Linked DNA regions of Mus musculus: all the other regions are linked to region 2. A link is a contact called in public ChIA-PET, Hi-C and HiChIP or PLAC-seq data. All regions are on one chromosome and are shown on one strand. The core of a region is the stretch at or near the end of the contact, and the rest is flanking DNA. Distances in the headings are between cores, read along the strand shown. Region 1 holds the start of Grap2 (GRB2-related adaptor protein 2). Region 2 overlaps Mrtfa (myocardin related transcription factor A). Region 3 has its middle 57 kb from the start of Rbx1. Region 4 overlaps Slc25a17 (solute carrier family 25 (mitochondrial carrier, peroxisomal membrane protein), member 17). Region 5 overlaps Xpnpep3 (X-prolyl aminopeptidase 3, mitochondrial).

Region 1 (2,700 bases), core at 30-2,529, 470 kb before region 2:
TTAAAATATAAATCTTCAAGCCCAGTGGTGGTAGTACACTCCTTTAATCTCAGCACTCAGAGGTAGTGCAGGTACATCTCTGAGTTTGAGGCCAGCCTGGTCTACAGAGCAAGTTCCGGGAAACTCTATCTTGCAAACCAAAAACTAAAATAAAATAACTTTTTAGTAAAGTTTATCATTTAAAGAAGCAATGAGATACCGCCTCAGAAGTCAGGAATGAAGTCTAAGTTATACTCTTAGAACTTCAAATTGAATCAAATGGGGAAAAAACTATGCAGAGATTCATGCCGGAGGTATCCCGAAATGTCCCTCTTCTCCTTGGATCCAGCCTCCAAACTCTAAAGGCCTTGCTTAGCCAGTTGAAATGCGTCTCCTTTTTGTGCAAGAGATACAAGAACAAAGAGAAAGGAAGAGAGACTTCAACGGGCTGCAGGTGGTGTGGGGGCAGGGAGAGTTAGAAATATGGAGGTGAGAACTGGGGAAGTTGAGGGAGATGATGATTCTTAAATTGTCAGAGAGCCTTGGGTCCAGCTTGCTCAAGAGAACGTGAAGTCCCACGGGTCCAAGGAAAGATCTGCACTCTTGACCATAGCAAGCCTGGACTTAGAACCCCTGGCTTATCGGCTAGTTAACCCCCATAGTGTGTGTCTGTGTCGTGTGTCTGTGTCACTAACAGAACTCCTGGCTTAGAGAGCCTCCCACTGTTTTCTTCCTTCTCTCTTGGGTCAAGATTTGTATCACAAGCTAAGAGTTATGTAAATGGGTTGGCTACACTTAGCAAGCGGTTTCTCTGAGATTTTAACATCATGATTGACCAGGGAAGACTTTAACTTTTTCCCAGTGGCCTTTGCATTTCTCCGGATGGAATGATGTGAAAACAGGCTTTTTCCTTGAGGCCAGCAGCAGCTTGTTACCGGATCATATCCAAACTCAGAAGTTTTCTTGTGTGAATGTGAGCGTTGGGGGCAGGCGTGTTTTCAGAAGTTTTCGTATGTGTATGTGAGCGTTGGGGGCAGGCGGGTTTTGTTAAAACTGAAACGAATAGGAGCAGGCATGTTTCGGTGAACCTCCTGCGTTTTGGTTCAACTCTAGCAGCTAGAAAACAAAACCACATAATCTGAGGCTCACGCCCAGCTCTGCGCAGCAGGGTGTCTGCTAGTTCCTGTGTGGTTTGCCTGCAGACTGGCTGGGGGGGAGCTTGGAGGAGGGCAAGGGGCAGGGAGGAGGAAGCTGTATTGATGGATCTGGGGCTTGCGACCTGCTTCAGTGTGGTGCTCAGAAACCAGCACAAGGCAGACCTGTAGGCTGAGGCGGCGCGGTAAACTTGACATTTGAATGCATCTTCCCACTGGCAAAAGGCAATTCTAATAACTCGTTGTCAAAGCCGAGATACACGCTCAACTCAACCTCTTCGCGTCCCAAAGGTAAGTCATGCGTCGTGGGTGCACGCCCTCTGGAAACCTTGAGCGCTTTTAAGATTCTGTTCTCTGTAAGCCAAATCTAATGAAAGCTAGTCCTACTGGTTTTCTGAACTTTGCTGGCAATACTTCAGCCATCAGCCTAGGCTTCTTATCTAGTTGGCTTACGTTAGTAGGGATTGGATTCAACTTCTGTCAAACGAACTAGAGAAAACTTGGTCTTTACTGGGCCCATGGGGGAAAAAACGGCAGTTCTACTAACTGGCTTCAGAGCGATCTCTGGGAAAGACCTTGGATGTTGAGGTCCCAGAGGGGGAAAAAAAAATCCCCCTTCAATAGTGAAGTCGGGGAGTGGCAGGTGGTAGGGAATTGAGCCCAGACTCTGAGGACTTGCTCAATTTTTTCACCAACTCCAAACTGCTAGTTCTGGCGGCATTTGCTCTCTTTACGAAGAACACTGGTCTGAGTTCCTTTAATAAGAGAAAACTTCCCGTGGGAAGACATGAGGAGAGGGTGTTGTCTATCTTTGTCTCTTTATTAATAGTTGTGTGGCATCTTTAAAGACCATCTCTGGTTTCTGCTCTTGTCCCCATCTGTTTCAGAACCTGAGAAAGGAATGCAAAGACCAGGTTTTCACTGACTTAACCATGACTGCATCCACTTAACCTCAAGTGCAGCCTTGTTAATAAGGCATATGGAACACTTTGTATATCATTAGAAGTACTCATCCAGAGATAGACTAAGGGGGGCTACTTGGTCTCCAAACCACCGCAGGGATAAGGCAGTGATGAGCACACATTGTTGGAGGGTGAGAAACTTCAGTGGAAGAGCCTTGCATATGGGTCCATTTATTATAAACTGCTAATTTGTTATAGGGTCCCTTTTTTTTTCTTCTTCATTTTTGATTTCAGAAAGAACGTTTAGTTTAACCTGGTCTCTTTTAGTGAATCAACATGGCCTACAAAGCTTGATATTCATAGTATAATTTTAGAGAGGCCCTCTTGAAAGAAGCAGCCACTATTAAGTAGTGTCTCCCTCTCCCCCCCCCCACCCCCCCACCAAGGCAGGGTTTCTCTGTGTAGCCCTGTCTGCCCTGTCTGTGTAGCATAGGCTGGCCTCGAACTCACAGAGATCCTCCTGCAAGTAGTATATTTCGATGCCAAGTTTTTAAAAAACTTCTAACTTATTCCCTTTTTAAGAATTTTTTTGTGTTTGTGTTCTGGTTTTCTGTAAAAGGAGGCAGCCCCACATCACTGAAGAAAACTACCCTATTAAACTCAAC
Region 2 (2,700 bases), core at 55-2,554:
GATCCACCTGCCTCTGCCTCCCGAGTGCTGGGATTAAAGGCGTGCGCCACCACGCCCGGCTGTGTCTCCAACTTTTTCCTGTTAACTGTAAACACATCCACCACCATTAATTTACTACATCACACTTACTAAGAGGTGTAATATTATCTTCTTCCTTTGTCTCCACTTCCTCCCTCCACTCTTGCAGGGGCAGATTCACTGTAGCTGCACACATGATTCCTCTGAGTGAGTGGCCAACAACATGGATGGCAGCGGGGCAACGGGACAGTGGGCAGTAACATGTGGGGGAGACCATGAAACATCATGACAGCAGATGCTGCTGGGGTGTGTGTGTGTGTGTGTGTGTGTGCGCTCTCTCGCTGTCTTCCTCCTCAGGGTGGAGCCGAGTGGTGACGACATACCACCAGGGGACGGAAGCTTGTATGATCTGCTGAGAACTCATGAAGACATGTCAGAAGAGCAAGACCCTGGTTCTAGCCTTCACTGTCTACGGTGCTCTTAGTATTCAAAACAGGCTTTCTTGTCTCTAACAGAGTCTAAGGCGTGGTTTCACTTCTACCCCAGGGATGCAGACACTGGCCCAGTGTCAGAACAGCTCACCAACAGCTCCATCCAGGCATACACACACGCGTATCCGCCATGGGTGCCTCACAGCTCTAAAATAAACTGTAGTTCACTGACGGTACCTGTCTGCAAGGGGAGAGGAGAGGTTTCTTCCTAACAGCTGAGCACAGAGGTGAAGTGGATGTGAACAGAGCAGCCCCTGCTCCTCCCATGAAGGGATGCTGGGAACCCAGGAAAGAGGCAATTCAAAGGCACGGGGCTATCTGCCGACCTGCTGGAAGCCTAGCACTGCTTGTTTCACTGAACATGATGAATCTGGGCAATTGACAACCTGTTCCATCCATCAAGGACTCCTGATGGAAAAGTAAGAGGCGGGTAAGACTGGAACGAGACCCCTGACCCCTGCTCTGTAGGGTGCTCCTATGCCACCGAGGAGCCAAGCCAACCCAAGGAGCAAGTGTACAAACACCGAGAGACACTTACGCGGCATGATCCCTTGGCTCACCAGTTCCTCCCGGGTCCGCCGCTGCTGGAGCTTCAACTGCAGCACTGCATGGTGGCAAGAAGAGAAGACAGATGCAGGTTAGTCAGCCATTCCACCTCAGCAGACACATTCTCAAATGCAGCAAAGTCTAAAAGGTAGCCTATGGTATGAAAGGAGGATCCCAAACTGCAACTGTGGGTAACTGCAGAAGTGGCCTGACACAGCAGGGTTTCCGCATTCTGCTGTGGGCGGCAAGAGGAAGTTGCGAAGAGTCTTGCAGGGTGATAACAATCCACAAACTACCAGTCTTGCCTCTTGCTTAAACCTTACAGAACTCAGCCTTCCTCCTGGGACTGAGAAACACCAACCAGTTCTAAGCTCAAAGAAAGTCTAATGGGGCCAGCGCCCAGCACAAAGAGCTGTATAAGTTCTAAGTGTTTGCACATAGCATGTTGAACAAATGCACTCTGCACAGAGACCACAATCTAAAAAGTATGGCTACTTTCACACACACCACATTCCTCTAGACTACAAGGTATCTTGCCGTCCACATGCTTCTGTTTTCACACAGGGCTTTCTCTGCTGAGAGGAGACACCCAAGAGCTACGACTTAGTGTACATCGGGCTAGTGGAGACAGGTGTCGCTCCTAGCTCTGTTTGGCAACACTGCTCAATGAAACAACAGGGATCTTTATCAAATTAAACATCAACCATCTTTACAACTATACACTACTCAAAGGATCAACTAGCATAGCTGTGGTTACGATGCTAAGAAAATGTCTAGGGAGGGTTAGGAGGATCCCAGAGCCCACAGCAAGTCCCCTTCTGTCTAACAGGTTTCAACTGCAGGGCCCTGAAAGTCATATCTGAGGGTAACCTACAAATACTAGGAACAGTGGTGTACTAACACGGGCCTTTTCTACGCAGCGATTTTTAGAGGCACCCAAGGATGGGAGGACGCTGGCTGGGCTCTTGCCTACGCTTCAAGGTCACAGGAACAAGCAGAACTTCTCTTTCTCTCAAAATTATGATTTATGTTCCAAGTTCCTTTCCCTGTCCTGTTAGCAAGCTTGCTTGCCTCCTTCTGCTCTTATGTCACATCAGGCTGCAATGGGGACTTCCAGGCACGATTCCCTAGGGTGAGACACCCCAACGAGAATGTTAAATTTTACTCTTCCTTAAGTACCATGGACTTTCCCTCACCTTTAAAATTTCATTTTTGCTTGAAAATGTCCACTCTCTTTTTCTTTTTCTCTTCTTCTCTATATTCTCCACTATATTCAGAATTACGTTGGGTCACCTAAGCTACTTTACCTGAACAGTGATGTTGGGTGCTGTGCGTGGTTACCTCTGAATATCCCCCCTGCTAATTTACAAACTCCTATAAATTTAATTAAAAAAAAAAAAGTCTTATTAAGCCAAGCATGGTGGCTCATACCTATATTCTCCCAGCCTTTGGAGGCTGAGGCAAAGGACAGTTAAAATTTTCACATCAGCCTGGGGTTGCTACAAAGTAAAAGTCTGTCTCAAAAAAGAAAAAATGTTATTTGTATTTTATTATAGCAGGCATTTAATGACAGGAATTAGGGGCAGCTACTCAGAAGACTAAGGCAGGAGGATCAAAAATTCAAAGCCTACCTTGGCTATAAAAA
Region 3 (2,700 bases), core at 48-2,547, 480 kb after region 2:
TAGGGTTTTTTTCTGCGGAAGCATTGCAGGTGCCAAGCCCAAGTCTCGTTTTAAAAGTGCCACTCCCATTACACGGAACAGGAAACCCAAGCTTCTGGAGGTCACTAGTTGAGGGGCGTCAGCGCGGACGTCCCATGAACCCAATCACTGAAGCCCGAGGTTGTCAGGGTTGGGGGGGGGGAACTCAAGAGCCTGGGTTTGGCGGGAGGAATGACTCAACTGCCCCGCCCCGTGCGCCCTGGGGCGCTGCAACAGCTATCCTCATCTTCGCTAGAGTACCCCCATATTCTTGCGTCTAGGACCCTGGGTGCGAGCTTAGGGGTTCAGAGCCTAGAACATCCCCACCCCAAGCCAGCTCACACTGGAGCTCCCCGTGCGTTTGCAGATGGAGCCAATAGCTACACCTGTGTCCGGCTAGTGGTTTGGTCTGAGTCGGGACACAGACGCCATTGCTGGAGGCGGCGCGTAAAGGGAACGCAGACGCCCGGTGGCTGGGTACGCGTCTTCATTGTCCCCCACGCCCCCCTTTCTTTCTTTCGTTTGGTTCGAATGAGTCTTATTCCTAACCGTGTTGGTCCGGAACTTAGTAATGGAACCCGGGCTGTCCTCGAACTCTCGGCAATCCTCCTGCCTCAACCAAGCGCTGAGATTAAGGCTTGAGCCACTACGCTCATTAACGCATCGAGTTTGAAATGGAAAAGAAAAGAAATACTTTGTGTGTTTGTGCACTCTTAAGAGCTTCTACCCCTCCCAGTAAGGGAGCTGTAGGGGACAGTGAAGCACCCGAGTGTGTATGAGCGGGTTGTTCCGGGTAGCAAGGGAGAGTGTCTGACCACCAAGGAGACAGGAAGGTAAACTAGAATCCCAGAGGCTTCTTATCTCTACAAGGGTGACAAACACAAAGGCGGCGGCTCAGGCTACTTCCGCAGAGGAGGGCCATCACCCCCCGGGCGCTGGCTGGGTCTAGCCACACCCAGATACCTGGGCAAGCGCGGGTCCTGGCAGGGTAGGGCTGGGGGACCCGGACTCGCCCTTTCATGCTTGGCGGGGGTGAGTGAGTGGGCAACTATCTCTCACCCCGATCTCTCCCGATGGTCTAGGTCCCCCTACGGTGCACCCAGGTCTGAGGGCTCGGCTTGAACCTGGCGTGCGCGCCGCAGCTCCGCTGCAAGCCATTCTGCGCACTCGCTCCCTCTGGGGAGGCTGGTCACGTGCCCGGGGTGGGGGTTGGGAGGACGAGCAGCAAGCGCCCCCGGGCTGCACGTGCCGGGCTAGATGAGGGCGGAGCTCCGGCGTCCGGAGCTGCGCTCTAACCCCTGGGTTCGCAGCAAGGTGGCCAGGCCGTCTGCCTCCAGCCTGCGGCTGGCTGCTGGGCAACTCTCTGTCCCTGCTTGGGATTCAGAAAGGGTTAGCACTCGGGTCGCACTCCAAAAGAACAGGATGCCCTCCCTAAATTGTTCCTGTTGTACCGAAACCTTACAGTCCGATACAAAGAGTTCCTGTCGGTGAGGAGGGTTGCGACAGAGCAGTGGTTCATCTGCGGCTTTCTGTTGACTTGGACTAGGAAGAATTTCGGACACGAACCAAAGTCACGGTCCTAATGCACCCCCCCTCCCACCTCCACCCCCACCCCCTGCACATCTAGATAAACACTCAGCTCCTGACAATCTGGATTTGTCCGTCTCCCGCCCACCCCCACTGCTGCCCTTCCCCGGGATTGTGAAACAAATCCCTGACTGTATATTTCAGTTTACGTCCGGAATGATTGCTGAGTCCTGATGAAAGTCTTACTGTTTCTTTAGAAACCTTTCTTTAAAAGCCCGGTAGGTTAAACAGCAAAAAAGTTGAAATAAAGATGGAGGGATAGATTTTAACTCTTTGTCGTGTACATGAACATCGCCGACAGGAATCAAGAAATATTTAAGGAATATCAGCATGAGATGTTTTCTGAGCCAACGGATGGCCAGGCGGGTGCTGGAACTGGTTGTGGACGTCAGAGCTGGTAGAAATGAGCTTAATTAAGACTGCTAGCTGGAGGCTGAAAGTGACCATATTAGGCGAGGGGCTGGACTGGGGTCTTGAGAAAAAGAGAGCTTTAAATATGAAAATCTGAGCGGGGGGTGGGGGTGGGGTTAAATCCTAAAGTGAGATGCGGACTCTCCGGAGTGAACAGGGGGAGAACGTCTTTTTCTTTTTTTCCTCGGAACTTAAATTTTCTTCTTATCCCCGTGTGTGTGTGTCTGTGTGTCCGCGCGCGCCATTTGTTATAGCTGTCTGAAGAAGTCAGAAAAGGGCTTCAGAACCCCTGGAATTACAAGAGGATGAATTGCCCAACATGGGTGCTCGGACCTCAGATCCTCTGCAAGAGCAGTAAATGTTTTTAAACGCTGAACCATCTCTCTAGCCTCTGCTTTTTTATTGTTGTTTTTGTATGTTTCTTACATTTGTTTGTTTATGTGTGTGTTCCACTACAATCCCTCTGAGGTCAGAGGATATCTTTGCTTTTGGGACAGGGGCTGGCCTGGAATTCACTATGGAGATTCAATACCTTTCTCTGCTTCCCGAGTGCTGGGATTAAAGGAACTAGCAACCAAGCCCGGCTTTTTGTTTTGTTTGTTTTTGAGACTTCTCTCATGAGCCGGTTTTCTCTAATGAGGTCTGTCCCAGAAATCCAACTCAGGTGCTTTTTGGAAGCATTCA
Region 4 (2,700 bases), core at 121-2,620, 280 kb after region 2:
TCAGCAGCACATTCACCACTCCTTAAAAACAGAGAAAGACGCCTGAAAGCACGGTTCCCCGCTATCTTCGCTGTCTTAAGTTACACCAATAAGCCAGTTTCTATTTCTGCCACTGACTTCAGGTAAGGCTTAACTTTGTGCTGGGTTACAACAAATGCCACTGCTGTTAGAAGCCATCTGGAAGCCCGGCTGATAGCAGGGCTTCCTCACACACTCACACAACAAGGCAGAGAACTCCCTTCCTCACTCAGTGAGGGCAATCACTTGGTGATTTTTTTTTTTTAAATAAGATTCAGAATGGTGATTTGGGGTTGGGGGTTTAACTCAGGGATAGAGCAATTGTCTAACACATGCAAGGCCTGGTTTAATCACCAGAAGTGCAAAACAAAACAAAGTGGCAGTTTGATATAGTCTTAAACACAACTGTTAAATAATAGAGAGGGAGGAGAATGACACCATGCTAAATCCATGTCAGCATCAGAGGAAACAACGGCCCACTATCACGTAAGCAGCACAGGGTTTTAAACCAGTGTGATCTGGTACTCTGGGTGACAAGTGGGAGGACAGACTGGCATTTCTAAGTGCTTCAACTGGGACCAAAAGCTCACAGAAGAGCTCATCACTCAGAGGATTAGGACAGCCAGCAGCAGGCAGCAGTTACAAAGTGTCACAAAATACCGAAAGGAGCCAGCTCCAGGCGCTGTGACCCTTACAAGCATGAAGATCAACCTTGGCCCCACAAGCTGCCTCAGAGCAGCACCGTGAGCCAGGTGCTTCTTTGAAAACACATGGTCCCAATTTAACAGCATCTTGAGAAACTAAAACTTCTCATCATCCTGAAATGATTAAAGAAAATACCATATAGGATTGTAACAAAATGCCTGACAAAGGGTATCTACTTTATAACTACAGGTCAACCAAGGGACAAGCAGTGAGCATGTGTAATGGAACTGTCAGGCTCCAGCTGAGCCCTGAAGAATAAATAAACAGGAAGGATCCTGAAGAAGAAAAGGAAGCCCCACCCCCTTGCCAAAAGTCCTCTAAACACAACACAGACAAAAACATGTTTTCGTGTAAGGAATCTCAAAAAACCCTACAGAGAAAACAGTTTAATCAAGGATAGACTTTGTGAAAGCAGCCAAGCAACTCAAATCTATAGTTTTGTTGGTTTCATACCATTACCAAAGTAAGACGGTTTTCTGCTTATTTTCCAGGAGCATTGTACCAACTGATATTTCCCCCAACTAAAAGTCAGTACCAAGTAATCTTATGAGTTGCATTTCTACAGAGTCACAGAATACCAAGAAGCCATCCGTAGCTCTGACCCTATATTCATATACTCTCTCAAGGCATTGAGCACAGTCTGAAAAGGCTCTGCCTGCCACAGGAGCTCTTTGCTCGACTCTTTCCAAAGGCACCAGTGCCCCACAGCCTATCTGTCCAGAGTTCAGAATACATGCCTACTTGATATGATGTGCACTTCACTTTACAGAGACAAATCAGGATCTGGGAAAGTCAGGCCAGCAAATGTGGTGTCTCTGCCTGCCTGCCCCCTGCACCTCCCCGACCTCCCCACTCCCTGCAGAGGAAGAGAGCACGGGAGAGCTTGGAACCCGGGGGTACCACAGAAAAGCGTGTATGCACCATCCCAAATAAATGAAATGCATTGCCCTTTAGTCAGATCCTTTAGAAATCAAAACGTCCTTCAGGCTCTATTCAAGAAGTAGGTGTGCACAAAACACAAGGAGCAACACAGCCAAGACTAACATTCAGCCATTATCTAAGGCTCTGCTTCCTTGTTCCCATTATTAATACAGCAGAAAGACTGAAAGGTTCTGAGGGCAGCCTCGAGTACAGAGTGCACCACAATATTTAAATGAAGGGATCAAAAGTCATTGCAAAGCTTTGCATCTGTGAAGATCAAGGACTGCCTCCATCCTCTAAGTCAGAATGGATGGAGAGGTACCTTTTTACCACGATAATTTTATGAATTCTGGGGTGGAATGCACTCAAAAAATACTTGACAATGCTTTTTAAAAACTTCACAAAAATTGCAACTTACATAATCAAGCAAATGGCAGCATTCCAGAGCTACTCATGACTAACTTCAGTTCCTAATAACACCCCACACAGGCAGACCCTCAGGGGTGCACTCCTGTTGGTTCTAATCTGTGGGTGTTGCTTCAGCTCTAAGACCTGAGTTCTAATTAATACTCTTCTTACCTAAGAGCAGGGGGTTACTTTTCTTTTGAGTATCTATGAATCTACCTTTTCTTTTCCTTTTCAATAACATATCATTTATGAGAAAGCAGAACCAAGTCAAGACTAACCAAATACACAAACACCATCCAGCCATCCGGGAGAAGGAGCACGGGAACGCCACCCTACTCCCCAATCCAGACGAAGGGGCCAGGGAACAGCATCCCAAATTCAGCAGGATTAGAGCAATTTTTAAATGTAGGCTCTTGGAGTCTGGAAGAGGGTCCACTCTGGTGTTCCCTTATTTGCCTAAAGATGACATCCTTGAGTGTCACAGGAGAGAAAAGTGGGTTACGTTACTACCCCTGGATAGACTGTCACAAACAGCAATCTGTCTCCCCTGCCAACTCACTTCCAGGGAGAATCACACAAACTGCTCTGGTCTCCAGGTGCACTCATTCTCTCTAAAAGCCATTTACTACCACTCAAAAACGACTCTTG
Region 5 (2,700 bases), core at 39-2,538, 370 kb after region 2:
GGAAATGCAGCTCACCACTGAAACACACAAGAAATCAGAGTTTTTCAAAGCTGTAAGGTAAGCATAATAGTAGTCCAGTTGATACTACTTTTTTTTTAACCCTATCAACCTACTTGTAGTTTTTGTTTAAAGGAAGAAGAAAGGTTGAATTGATACCTAAATTTTACCAGCTTTGAAATAATTGATTTCTTGTGGTGAAATACTTTGTGGTAAGCTGCATTTGCCAGGCCTTGACCATCACAAGCATATAAAGATGAATGACTTCATGTCTAAATCACTGTTTTCTATATTCTGTATATGATCTTTATTTTTGCCTTGGTCGCAGATCTGAATATCGCTCTGCGAACAGTATTAAAAGCAACTTGAAATAAAACATCAATATTTAGTCTTGGTGCTGAGCACATAGAACATGGAAGTTCCCTTGAAAAGGAGAAAAATAGTACTTGGAGTCAGCTTTTGTGAGTGAAGATGCACACTTTTCATACCCTCTCCTCCTCCTAGTCACAAAGGTAGTGGGTTTGGTTTTGGTTTTGGTTTGTTTTTTCACAGTAATATGAGCTCTGTGCTTGGAAGGATGTGGCCACTGTTCAGTATGGTGCCAGTACCTGGTCAAAGTATTATGTTAGGAACAAAGATCAGTGGTATAGGTGCGTGCATGTATGCATGCATACATTACATACATACATACATACATACGTAAAATATTTTCACAGAAGTCATCAATGTCTTAAAGTTTAAAGAGACTGTGTGCCATGCCACTGAGCATGCAGACTTTACAGGGATATGGTATTTAAGCATGAATCCTGCACACTTATCCATAAACAGACATATATACGTTCTTTTAATCTGTTTTAGCCAGTAGTGATGACACATGCCTTAATCCTAGCACTTGAGAATCAGAGGGAGAAGGATATCTTGTGAGTCTGAGGTGACCCTGTGCTTCGAGCCGGCCAGCAGCTCTCGAGGAACGGGTACGGCTGAAGAGCTGAAAGAAAGGAACTAGACAGACGGGAAAAAGAACGGAGCTAAGACAATCGGGTTCTGATCAAAGCTCAATTTTACTAATTCGTGCACCGAGTTATGAAGGAGGGGGATGGGGCTAATTCCCGCCAAGTAATCCTGGAGTCCAGTTGCAGGGTGACCACGTGTATGGCTCCAGAACAGCAAGGCGGCAGGCTCCAGCAGTGGGCGTGGCTGACCGATAGAGCGGCAGGCTCCAGCAGTGGGCGTGGCTGACCGATAGAGCGGCAGGCTCCACCCCATGCAAACAGTGAAACCTGAGCAAACAGGTTTCAGGCTGAGGGGGTGGGGGAGGTTACAACCCTGGTCTATATAACGAGGTCCAGCACGGCCAGAGCTATATTGTGAGAGCCTGTGAGAACTACAGAGCTGAAGTCAACTTAAGGTGTAAAATGTGTCAGTTGTAACTTTGCTCAAAAAAAAAAAAAAACCTCACATTTAGCATTTGACATAGTTACAGGAAAGCCTACAATTTACAACTTTGGCAAAATATGTCAATCTTTTTCCTGTTAAAGGAGTCCTACCGTGAGACAAATAGTACCAAATGTAGAAAAGCATACTTAGTTACTTATAATTCCACACTCAGAAAAGTACTGTTGAGTTATAGAGTCACACTCCCAAGATGTCTCCCCTTAAATGTTTCTAAGTCACTTACAAACTCATCTTTATATAATTTAGGTAAGTTCTCCCTTAAAAAAGAAGTGGTTTTTTTGTTTGTTGGTTGATTTGAGACAGGGTTTCTTTGTGTAGCCCTGGCTGTTCTGGAACTCACTCTGTAGACCAGGCTGGCCTCAGACTTACAGAGATCCACCTGCTTCTGCCTCCCAAGTGCTGGGATTAAAGGTGTGCGCCACCATTGCCTGGCTTAAAAGTTAATTGTTGGGCTGGCGAGGTGGCTCAGTTGTTAAGAGCACTGACTGCTCTTCCAGAGGTCCTGAGTTCAAATCCCAGCAACCACATGGTGGCTCACAACCATCTATAATGGGATCTGACGCCCTCTTCTAGTGTGTCTGAAGATAGCTACAGTGTACTCATATATATATAATAAATAAATAAATCTTTAAAAAATTAATTGTTCAAGATTTGACTTTAATATCTGAAGTGTTGGGCTGCAGAGATGGCTCAGCGATAAAGAGCACTATTTACTCTTCTAGACAACCTGCATTTGATTCTCAGCACCCACATGGTGGCTCATAACCTTGTAACTCAAGTCCCAGGGGATCTGATGCCCACTTGTGTGTCAAAACCATTGGGTGAACTTTATCAAGGAAAATGTACATGTCATGACCCCATAGACTGACTCAGCAAATTTCAGCAAGTCCGGAGATCATTAAGGCTGGGAAGGGAAGGGGAAGGGAGGGGAGGAAAGGGAAAGGGAAAGGGAAAGGAAAGGAAAGGAAGCGAAGCGGGAGTGAGAAAGAGAAATAAATAATGGTGTTTGCTTTTGACACATTCCTTTATGTAGCCCTCTCTGACCTGGAACTCATTAGTGACTTCCTTACTTCACCTCCCCAAGTGCCAGGATTAGCATCATGCCCACCTCAACCTGTTTAGTTTTATTTTACATTATGTGCATGAATGCTTTGCGTGTGTGTGTGTGTGTGTGTGTGTGTGTGTGTGTGTGTTCACATGCCTGATGTCTGTAGATGTCAGAAGAGGGCATCGGCTCTCAGATCCCCT

The links. A called contact is a pair of places that touch in the nucleus more often than the background predicts. ChIA-PET counts read pairs in DNA pulled down with a chosen protein or histone mark. HiChIP or PLAC-seq counts read pairs in DNA pulled down with a chosen protein or histone mark.
Region 1: a contact with region 2 is called in a Hi-C map of CD8 T cells, with 4 times the contacts expected there. The contact joins the promoter of Grap2 here to the enhancer-like site in region 2. A contact is called at or near these places in 1 of 484 Hi-C or Micro-C datasets (CD8 T cells), 1 of 115 datasets of contacts at active chromatin or transcription factors (pancreatic cancer cells) and 1 of 9 other capture datasets (embryonic stem cells).
Region 3: a contact with region 2 is called in an RNA polymerase II ChIA-PET map of memory CD8 T cells, with 31 read pairs. The contact joins two enhancer-like sites. A contact is called at or near these places in 1 of 484 Hi-C or Micro-C datasets (CD4 T cells) and 2 of 115 datasets of contacts at active chromatin or transcription factors (memory CD8 T cells and pancreatic cancer cells).
Region 4: a contact with region 2 is called in an H3K27ac HiChIP or PLAC-seq map of regulatory T cells, with 3 times the contacts expected there. The contact joins two enhancer-like sites. A contact is called at or near these places in 2 of 39 promoter capture datasets (embryonic stem cells and pre-B cells), 1 of 15 datasets of contacts at CTCF or cohesin (the NIH/3T3 cell line), 3 of 115 datasets of contacts at active chromatin or transcription factors (fibro-adipogenic progenitors, large pre-B cells and regulatory T cells) and 1 of 9 other capture datasets (embryonic stem cells).
Region 5: a contact with region 2 is called in an RNA polymerase II ChIA-PET map of memory CD8 T cells, with 9 read pairs. The contact joins two enhancer-like sites. A contact is called at or near these places in 5 of 39 promoter capture datasets (the 3T3-L1 cell line, the C10 cell line, cranial neural crest and 1 more) and 3 of 115 datasets of contacts at active chromatin or transcription factors (memory CD8 T cells, pancreatic cancer cells and pro-B cells).

The regions. Positions count from the first base shown.
Region 1 is chr15:80,571,318-80,574,017 of GRCm38.p6, forward strand. It overlaps Grap2 (GRB2-related adaptor protein 2), which reads left to right and starts at 1,280. Exons shown (of 8, transcript NM_001289442.1): 1 at 1,280-1,424.
Region 2 is chr15:81,044,242-81,046,941 of GRCm38.p6, forward strand. It overlaps Mrtfa (myocardin related transcription factor A), which reads right to left. Exons shown (of 14, transcript NM_001082536.2): 3 at 1,048-1,113. Among named protein-coding and RNA genes, the nearest start is that of Sgsm3, 68 kb to the left of the region's middle. Within about 2 kb of position 1,305, at least 134 of the 459 cell types and tissues checked have an H3K27ac peak or open chromatin away from gene starts, as enhancers often do. A contact at or near this core is called in CD8 T cells, memory CD8 T cells and regulatory T cells, where this site is marked.
Region 3 is chr15:81,522,099-81,524,798 of GRCm38.p6, forward strand. No RefSeq gene overlaps it. Among named protein-coding and RNA genes, the nearest start is that of Rbx1, 57 kb to the left of the region's middle. Within about 2 kb of position 1,298, at least 432 of the 459 cell types and tissues checked have an H3K27ac peak or open chromatin away from gene starts, as enhancers often do. A contact at or near this core is called in memory CD8 T cells, where this site is marked.
Region 4 is chr15:81,329,146-81,331,845 of GRCm38.p6, forward strand. Slc25a17 (solute carrier family 25 (mitochondrial carrier, peroxisomal membrane protein), member 17) reads right to left here. Exons shown (of 9, transcript NM_011399.3): 5 at 1-21. Among named protein-coding and RNA genes, the nearest start is that of Slc25a17, 30 kb to the right of the region's middle. Within about 2 kb of position 1,371, at least 25 of the 459 cell types and tissues checked have an H3K27ac peak or open chromatin away from gene starts, as enhancers often do. A contact at or near this core is called in regulatory T cells, where this site is marked.
Region 5 is chr15:81,415,938-81,418,637 of GRCm38.p6, forward strand. All of the region lies in intron 2 of Xpnpep3 (X-prolyl aminopeptidase 3, mitochondrial), which reads left to right. Gm17025 (predicted gene 17025) reads right to left here. Exons shown (of 3, transcript NR_166833.1): 3 at 1-17. Among named protein-coding and RNA genes, the nearest start is that of Gm17025, 4.4 kb to the right of the region's middle. Within about 2 kb of position 1,289, at least 106 of the 459 cell types and tissues checked have an H3K27ac peak or open chromatin away from gene starts, as enhancers often do. A contact at or near this core is called in memory CD8 T cells, where this site is marked.